Regions from separate parts of the Anas platyrhynchos genome. Here region 2 is linked to region 1. A link is a contact called in public Hi-C data. All regions are on one chromosome and are shown on one strand. Each heading gives the region's core, a stretch centred on a gene start, on an enhancer-like site or on the middle of the called end of the contact. The rest is flanking DNA. Distances are from core to core; before and after follow the strand shown.

Evidence for each region. A called contact is a pair of places that touch in the nucleus more often than the background predicts.
Region 2: a Hi-C map of skeletal muscle shows a contact between it and region 1, with 8 times the contacts expected there. The contact joins two enhancer-like sites. A contact is called at or near these places in 7 of 8 Hi-C or Micro-C datasets (F1 follicle, F5 follicle, liver and 3 more).

The regions. Positions count from the first base shown.
Region 1 is chr5:9,137,475-9,140,709 of IASCAAS_PekinDuck_T2T, reverse strand. LOC140002571 (a long non-coding RNA gene) reads left to right here. Exons shown (of 6, transcript XR_011809442.1): 3 at 677-3,235. Among named protein-coding and RNA genes, the nearest start is that of CEP170B, 11 kb to the right of the region's middle. Within about 2 kb of position 1,674, at least 1 of the 8 cell types and tissues checked has an H3K27ac peak or open chromatin away from gene starts, as enhancers often do.
Region 2 is chr5:9,287,374-9,290,608 of IASCAAS_PekinDuck_T2T, reverse strand. The region is part of intron 3 of SIVA1 (SIVA1 apoptosis inducing factor); the gene reads left to right. Among named protein-coding and RNA genes, the nearest start is that of SIVA1, 3.7 kb to the left of the region's middle. Within about 2 kb of position 1,723, at least 3 of the 8 cell types and tissues checked have an H3K27ac peak or open chromatin away from gene starts, as enhancers often do.

The sequences.
Region 1 (3,235 bases), core at 425-2,924:
CAAACCCAGCCTCCTAGCTATGACAGCTCCCTTCAGGTCCCAGATACCCAGAAGCTGCTTTATTCCAGCAAAGGAGATTTGATTTACAAAGGCAATGGTTATGATCAGCGCAGGTGACTGCTGAACTCCTTTTAAGCCTCTCCTTTTCCCTAGAAGGCTTAGCAATCGCAAGATCCTTTGTATTCACCTCCCAGATTTGCTGAGCACAGCGATTGCAGTGGGAAGCTTTCCAGAGCCACATCGCCTCGTGTATGACTCAACTCAGGTGAATCATTAGCACCCTGCGCCAAGAAATCACAGTAATTGCACAGAGGCCTGCAGGAAAACTCAGCACAGGCTGATCTATAACCGCCTCCAAATACACTGAGCCCTTCAAATATAAATCTCCTAAATTCCCCCTATTTTCAAAGGTAACAGGGAGCCCACTGTACTCTGTACCCTACACATTTTGTGTCTCTTCAGTGCAATGCTGCGTGCTCAGCTGTGAAACCCCTTGCCACACAGGCAAATGATAAAAATTATCCAGAGTCCAAGGAGACACCGGGCAAGTTTGAAACAGGAGAGAAACCTGTGGAGAGAAAGCATGCAGATGGTTTCTGAGCTGTGAATGGCTGGTCATGCTGAGAAGAAGGACAGATATATTTTTTTTTTATTATTATTTATTTTTTTTCTCTAGGCATTGACTTGAGCTGTGGCCAGAGCCATGCTGCTGCCTCGCTGGCCTCTTCCTCTTGGGTCTCTTGCTCATCCTGCACTGACTCTGCTGCTTGTGGCTGCCTTTGGTGGTCCCTGGGTACCAAGAACCTGCATAGTGTGAACCGTACTGCAATGAGAGCTATGCAAAGGCTGGTGTGCTGCCCAAAAAGCATCTGGCAGTGCAAATTTTAGGTCTAAATTTAGGCTTTGAGTTCCCCTTCCAATATCAAGGACTGCTGTTCAAACTGCTCTGCACACGAGGCGACGCGCATCTGTGATAGACCAGGACACAGCATGCAAAAACTTCCCTCGGTCAAGTCAGCGTGAGTTTAGCCCTTTGCTTGAACAAGGGGATTTTCTGGACATCACTTACCATTGTATTGCAAAGGAGCAGAGAGGGAAGAGCCCAATGCAGCAGTCTGGAGTCAGCAAACCCTCGTTTGCAGCAGCAAATTTATGAATTTTCATGGTATCCATTAGTAGTAAGCTGCAGTTGCCTTGAGACAGATTTTTTGTTAATTAACCTTCTAAATATGCTCTTTTGTTCCTAACTGGTGAATGAATTTGGTGTTCAAAGCCTTTCCCACATGCCCCTACTTTTTCTTTTTCTCTCCCTTCCAGGTTAATGGCTGTGTAATCTTTGGTGGAGAGTAAAACAATTACCAGGAGGCAATGGTGCTAATTACACAGAGCAGAATAAATGCACACGGTCAGCCCCTCTGCTAATATAAATAGACTTCCAGGGATCTATTCTTACTGCATGAGGGTGTTCAAAGCCTCTCTTGCCTTTCTTCCTGCCCCAGAAGTGAAATTTGGAGCCTGAGTTCTCAGGGATGTGAAATCTCACCCTGTAAGGACGATAACATGTCCATGTTTACTTCCCAGCTTTCTATTTTTATGCTGTCCAGCAAAAGCCGTCAGAGCAGAGACGAAGCACTCAGCTGTGCTAAATATTCCCAGCATGACTGTTTTGATGACTGAAACCCATAATCCCAAACTCTGCGTCTCGTGCGCTCCCCTGGGTCCCTGAAGCTGCGTCAGCACACACGGTGCTGGGAGGTTTCCAGGAGGAAACCCATGAGAAGATGTCCCATCTCTGGAGAGCAGAGAGTGTGAGAGGGGGATTTGGGGGTGCTGCACATATGCCAAAGCCAGGCTGCAGGGGAACTGCTCAGACCGACTTGCTTCTGAGTCCAACAACATCATTTGTCATTTCTGCCCGAGCAGGGAGAGAGGTCCCAGGGCTGAGCTCCTGGCCTGGATTTCATATACCTGAGCTGCCATCTGGTTATACAGTGGCATTTTTCCATTTTAGGCCCAGGCCAGGCCAGTTGCAGAGGAGGCAGTGGTACAAACCAGCTTCAGTGAGCATTCCTATGAATCATGACATCACAATTTTTTTAATTGGAGTCTATTTTACACAAGCTGCACAAAGCCCTCACCTTAGAAAATGAAGTTAAGTGGTGTTGGATGCAGTATCAGAACCTGGCTACACTTCTGTTTCCTGGCAAGTCTTCACTGAGAGCTGTATTTTACTTAAGACTTGCCAATTAGTCAGTTCTTAATTCACTTACCTTGGACTTTTATGTTATTAGATATTGCCATGATTTATAGTGAGAGGATTGCATGATTGAACAATCCACAAAAGACAAATAGCTTGCATCTGTTTTGTCGCTGTTATCAACGAAACCAATAATTTAATGAAAAGGGAAAGTCAAGTTTCTTTCAGAAGACTTTTTTTCCCCATAAACCACGTTGGCCCATGCTATTCACACTGATACTATTTGCTGATTTCTGTATTAGCATTTCATTACTTTGCCCAGAATTGCTAACTGGCTTAAAATTATTTAGTTGCCCTAGTTATTTTTTTAATGATTTATCCAAATGCAGCATTTCTCCAGTCCTCTAAAATGTCTGCAGTCCTCCAGGATGAAGTGGGAGAGGGGCAGAGATCCTTAGATCTGCTTTGGTTCAGCTGTAAGGCTGCCAGTTGCCTGGACCTGGTAAGGTAATAATATTTGTCTCCAGTAATGCTGTTTAATAGCCTCCTTGGTTACTAATGGGATGGAAAGTGCATTGTCCTCATGACATCAGTGCACGATTCTTCTCGTTTCCAAATTCAGAACAAAAATATTTACTGAGCACCTCGGCCCTCTTCACATCATCATCAACAATTTCACCATTCCCATCTAGCAATGTTCATGTAAGCTAGAGCCAAATGCCAGCTTATTCCCTGTTCTGTCTGATGTACTTGTCACCGATTTAGGACCTGATTGTTCAAGACTGCAGCAGTATGAAATCCTAAAGGACCTTCGGGGATGAACTCAGCCTCCCCGGATGTCAGTGTCTGTGCTACTGGATGCCAAAATGCCTTCAGAGATTGCAAGGGGCAGTGACTGACACAGCGTATGGTCTGATGGATTTTGTTAACGCTAAAGATGGCTTCAGTTCAAGTTTTAAATTAGTGTGAAAGGCGACAAAGTACTTTCCTTAAGCCAATGGCATTCTTCAATTTATTTTACAACAGCGGGCATTTTTC
Region 2 (3,235 bases), core at 474-2,973, 150 kb before region 1:
TTGAGTCAACTTCCTGCTTTGTCCCCCCATTTGTGATATGCCTATCTGGAAGGGACTACTTTGTGGTCCTAACTGGTATTCCTCGTGTAATAGAGAATTCCAAGTATCTATTCAGTGCCTCTCTGCTTGTTCCTCATGTCAGGATGTTCCTTTTATGGATCAGAATAGAAATAATTTGCTCCTCTTGTGCTTCCAGGTGAGTGTAAATCTATTCTGGACACACAACCCTTTGTTTATGAGCTAATTTGGAAAATCTGTCATGCCTGGAGACTTCTCCTAATAGATGATGTGTCGATTTCTGGTTACATTTTCATAAAACTGTCACAAGCATCTTATGATCACTGACAACTTGAATAGTTTTAATTATTTCTATCCCTTCTTTGATAGGGAAGAACATTGGTGCTACAGCTTTTGAGTGCAAACAGAAAGCCAATACTTTTCTCCAGGAGTGTAGTGTCAAAGACTAATTTTGCCATACCTTCCTTACTAGGTCAGTTTCATAGAAAGCAGCTCATTTGTATGACTTGATCATCTCTACTGTACACTTAATATTGTCCTGAATACCCACTAAATATAGCTCATCTATAGGGGTCTGACAAATGGTAAGCGCTCAAGGACACACCTCCACAAACTTGCATTCCTCATTTTCCTTTCCTGTCATAGCAGAGACCAGTTTGCTTGGTATTGTTTGTGCTGTAGGCACAAGGCATTCCTCCCACACCCCCCCCCCAGTAATATCTTTTACTATTTTGCTACATAAAAAAACAAACAAACAAACCTGACCAGACCTTGCATCTTGTGAACCAACCTTAACATACGTAAAGCAATACTACAGACCCAGTGGTCTTTATCTTAGTAAAATGATGACTTCAGTGGATACAGGAAAGAACTTCCCAGATATGGGAGAGAAAAAGATCCTGATGATACTCTGAGCTAAAGCTCCATTTTCCCTTATTACTTGCCCTGAATGTCCAAACCAAGGCCTACCACTTAGGCTTCCCAGTCTTCTCAACTGTGATTAGTCTGTTTTGCAAGAAGTAACTTTCTTACCTCTTTCTATCCACTATAGCTACTTCTGTTTGAAGAAACTGAAAGGCCCTTGCCATGCTAGCTGAGTTGAGAGATGTATTTGTCTTGTGAGGAGCTGTTGAAAAAGAAACATAAAATCATGGAATGGTTTGGGTTAGAAGGGACCTTAAAGCCCACCCATTTCCACCCCGCTGCCATGGGCAGGGTCACATCCCACCAGCCCAGGGCCCAAAGCCCCATCCAGCCTGGCCTTGAGCACCTCCAGGGATGGGGCATCCACAGCTCCTCTGGGCAGCCTGTGCCAGTGCCTCAGCATGAAGAATTTCTTCCTTACACCTGATGTAAATGTACCCTCTTTTAGTGTAAAGCCGTTACCCCTTGTCCTGTCACTACATACCTTTGTAAAAAATTGCACTCCAGCTTTTTTATTATCCTTAAAGCATTGAAACAGCTGCAATGACATCCCACTAGAGACTCCATGCTGCAGACCTTCAGTTTCAGAGCATGTACCACAGCTCACCAACCCGACCGGTAAGCACAACCAGGCGGGACTTTAGCTGTCACTGAGCAGCAGCACCTCGAGGTGCACACAGCGGGGTGGCATTCTCTAGGCACAGAGCAATACCTTCTGTAACTGTGGTGACACTGTAGCATCGCCTGCGCCCTCTAGGGTGCCCGGGGGGTTGTTGTGCTGTGCTGCTGGCTGCTCGTGTGCTGCCTTAGCCTGGCTGGTGCCCCAGCGTTTCCGTGTTCCGCATACTTCGTAGCCAGCTGGAGCTTACTTGTTGTTACTGCAGCCTGGAGTTTGAACAACTGTAAAATGCGCCTTGTTTCCACCTCCAAAGCAAACAAACAAGCTGCAGCACAGGCAGTTTAAGGTGGTTGGGTGAGCTGGTAGCGGAAGGGTTTGTCGGTGTGCAGTAATCCCACGGCGTTATCTGTTCTTTCAAAGCTGTCATAGATCAGGAATGACGGCGGCACTCTGCTGCAGTCCCCGGTTGTCAGGATCACAGGGCAGATAACAGCGTTGTTCCTATGGTAATCATGGGACACAAAGCTGAGTTTTGTGAATGGGAGGAATCTGTAGCTACCGTGTTTAAATGCTAGTTTGGGGAAAGAATTTTAAAACCTGGCGTTGCTTCATTTGAAGCTCTAAGCAGTGAACAAAAATGTTTTTCACTCCAGCATATTTTTCAAACTGAAACCTTTAAGTGTGTTTCTGTGTTGTTTTTTTTTTTTTTCATTCTCTGGAGAGAGTGAGAGACTGAAAGCACTGTTTTGCTTCCAGGCTCCTGGAGAGAAGAGACTTGTTGTTTACAAATGATTTGTGTTTCAGAGAAGTTGATATGTTTTTTGGCTCATTTAGTCACTACTGTATTTCACATAAAACTGTCTTCTCTAAACCAGTGACATGGATTTTGTGGCTTAAGCTTGTGTTATCCTCTAGCCTGGCCCTTTGGAAGGTGTTTGCTCATCAGACTGAGGAGCTGGGAGAAGAAAAAAGCAGGAGGAGTAGAGTCAGGAAGAGACTGGTGAGAGACTGGGAGGAGTAGGGATGCTCTCGCGTCGGGGTTGTGCATCATGCTTGTAAGAAAAGTGTTTTGTGGTTACCAATTCATGCACTTGTTGAGATTCGGAAGGTGTGGGAAACTGCTTCTCATGGGCTTGTATTTCCCAAAGCTTCATTACTGAGGAAAGCTCCAGCTCCTGTTTTGCAATTCTTAGATGAACAGTCAGAGGTAGGACTGGGGACTGGTTTTAAGTCTTTGTATTGCCTTAAAAAAAACAACAACAACCAACCAGAACTGTGAAAGGGAGAGAGATCCAAGCTTTTTTTCCTTTGTCTTGTTAACATCTATTCACAAGGCCTTGTCTGCTGCCATCGGTCACAGAGCTGTGTGTTGTGTGCTTGGTGGACTACATGGTAGAGCCAAAGAAATCATCTATTAACTGGGCAGGAAGATGCTCTTTTATCCTGTGCTTTGCTGTTCTTTCTTCCCTCCTATTCAGTGCAAAGTACTAAAAGTTTGCGTGACGTTCAGAGCAAAGGGGATTCGTTAAGGAGCTAGCATATGGATGGGTGAAAATATCCTACAGTAAGGGTTTTGGGGATGGGTGCAGAACTTCTTTTAAGGCCTGTTTATCATTACTGGTAAATCAAGTCTCAGAGAGCCCAATTTGATGTCTAAAAGGGAGCGAACTCATC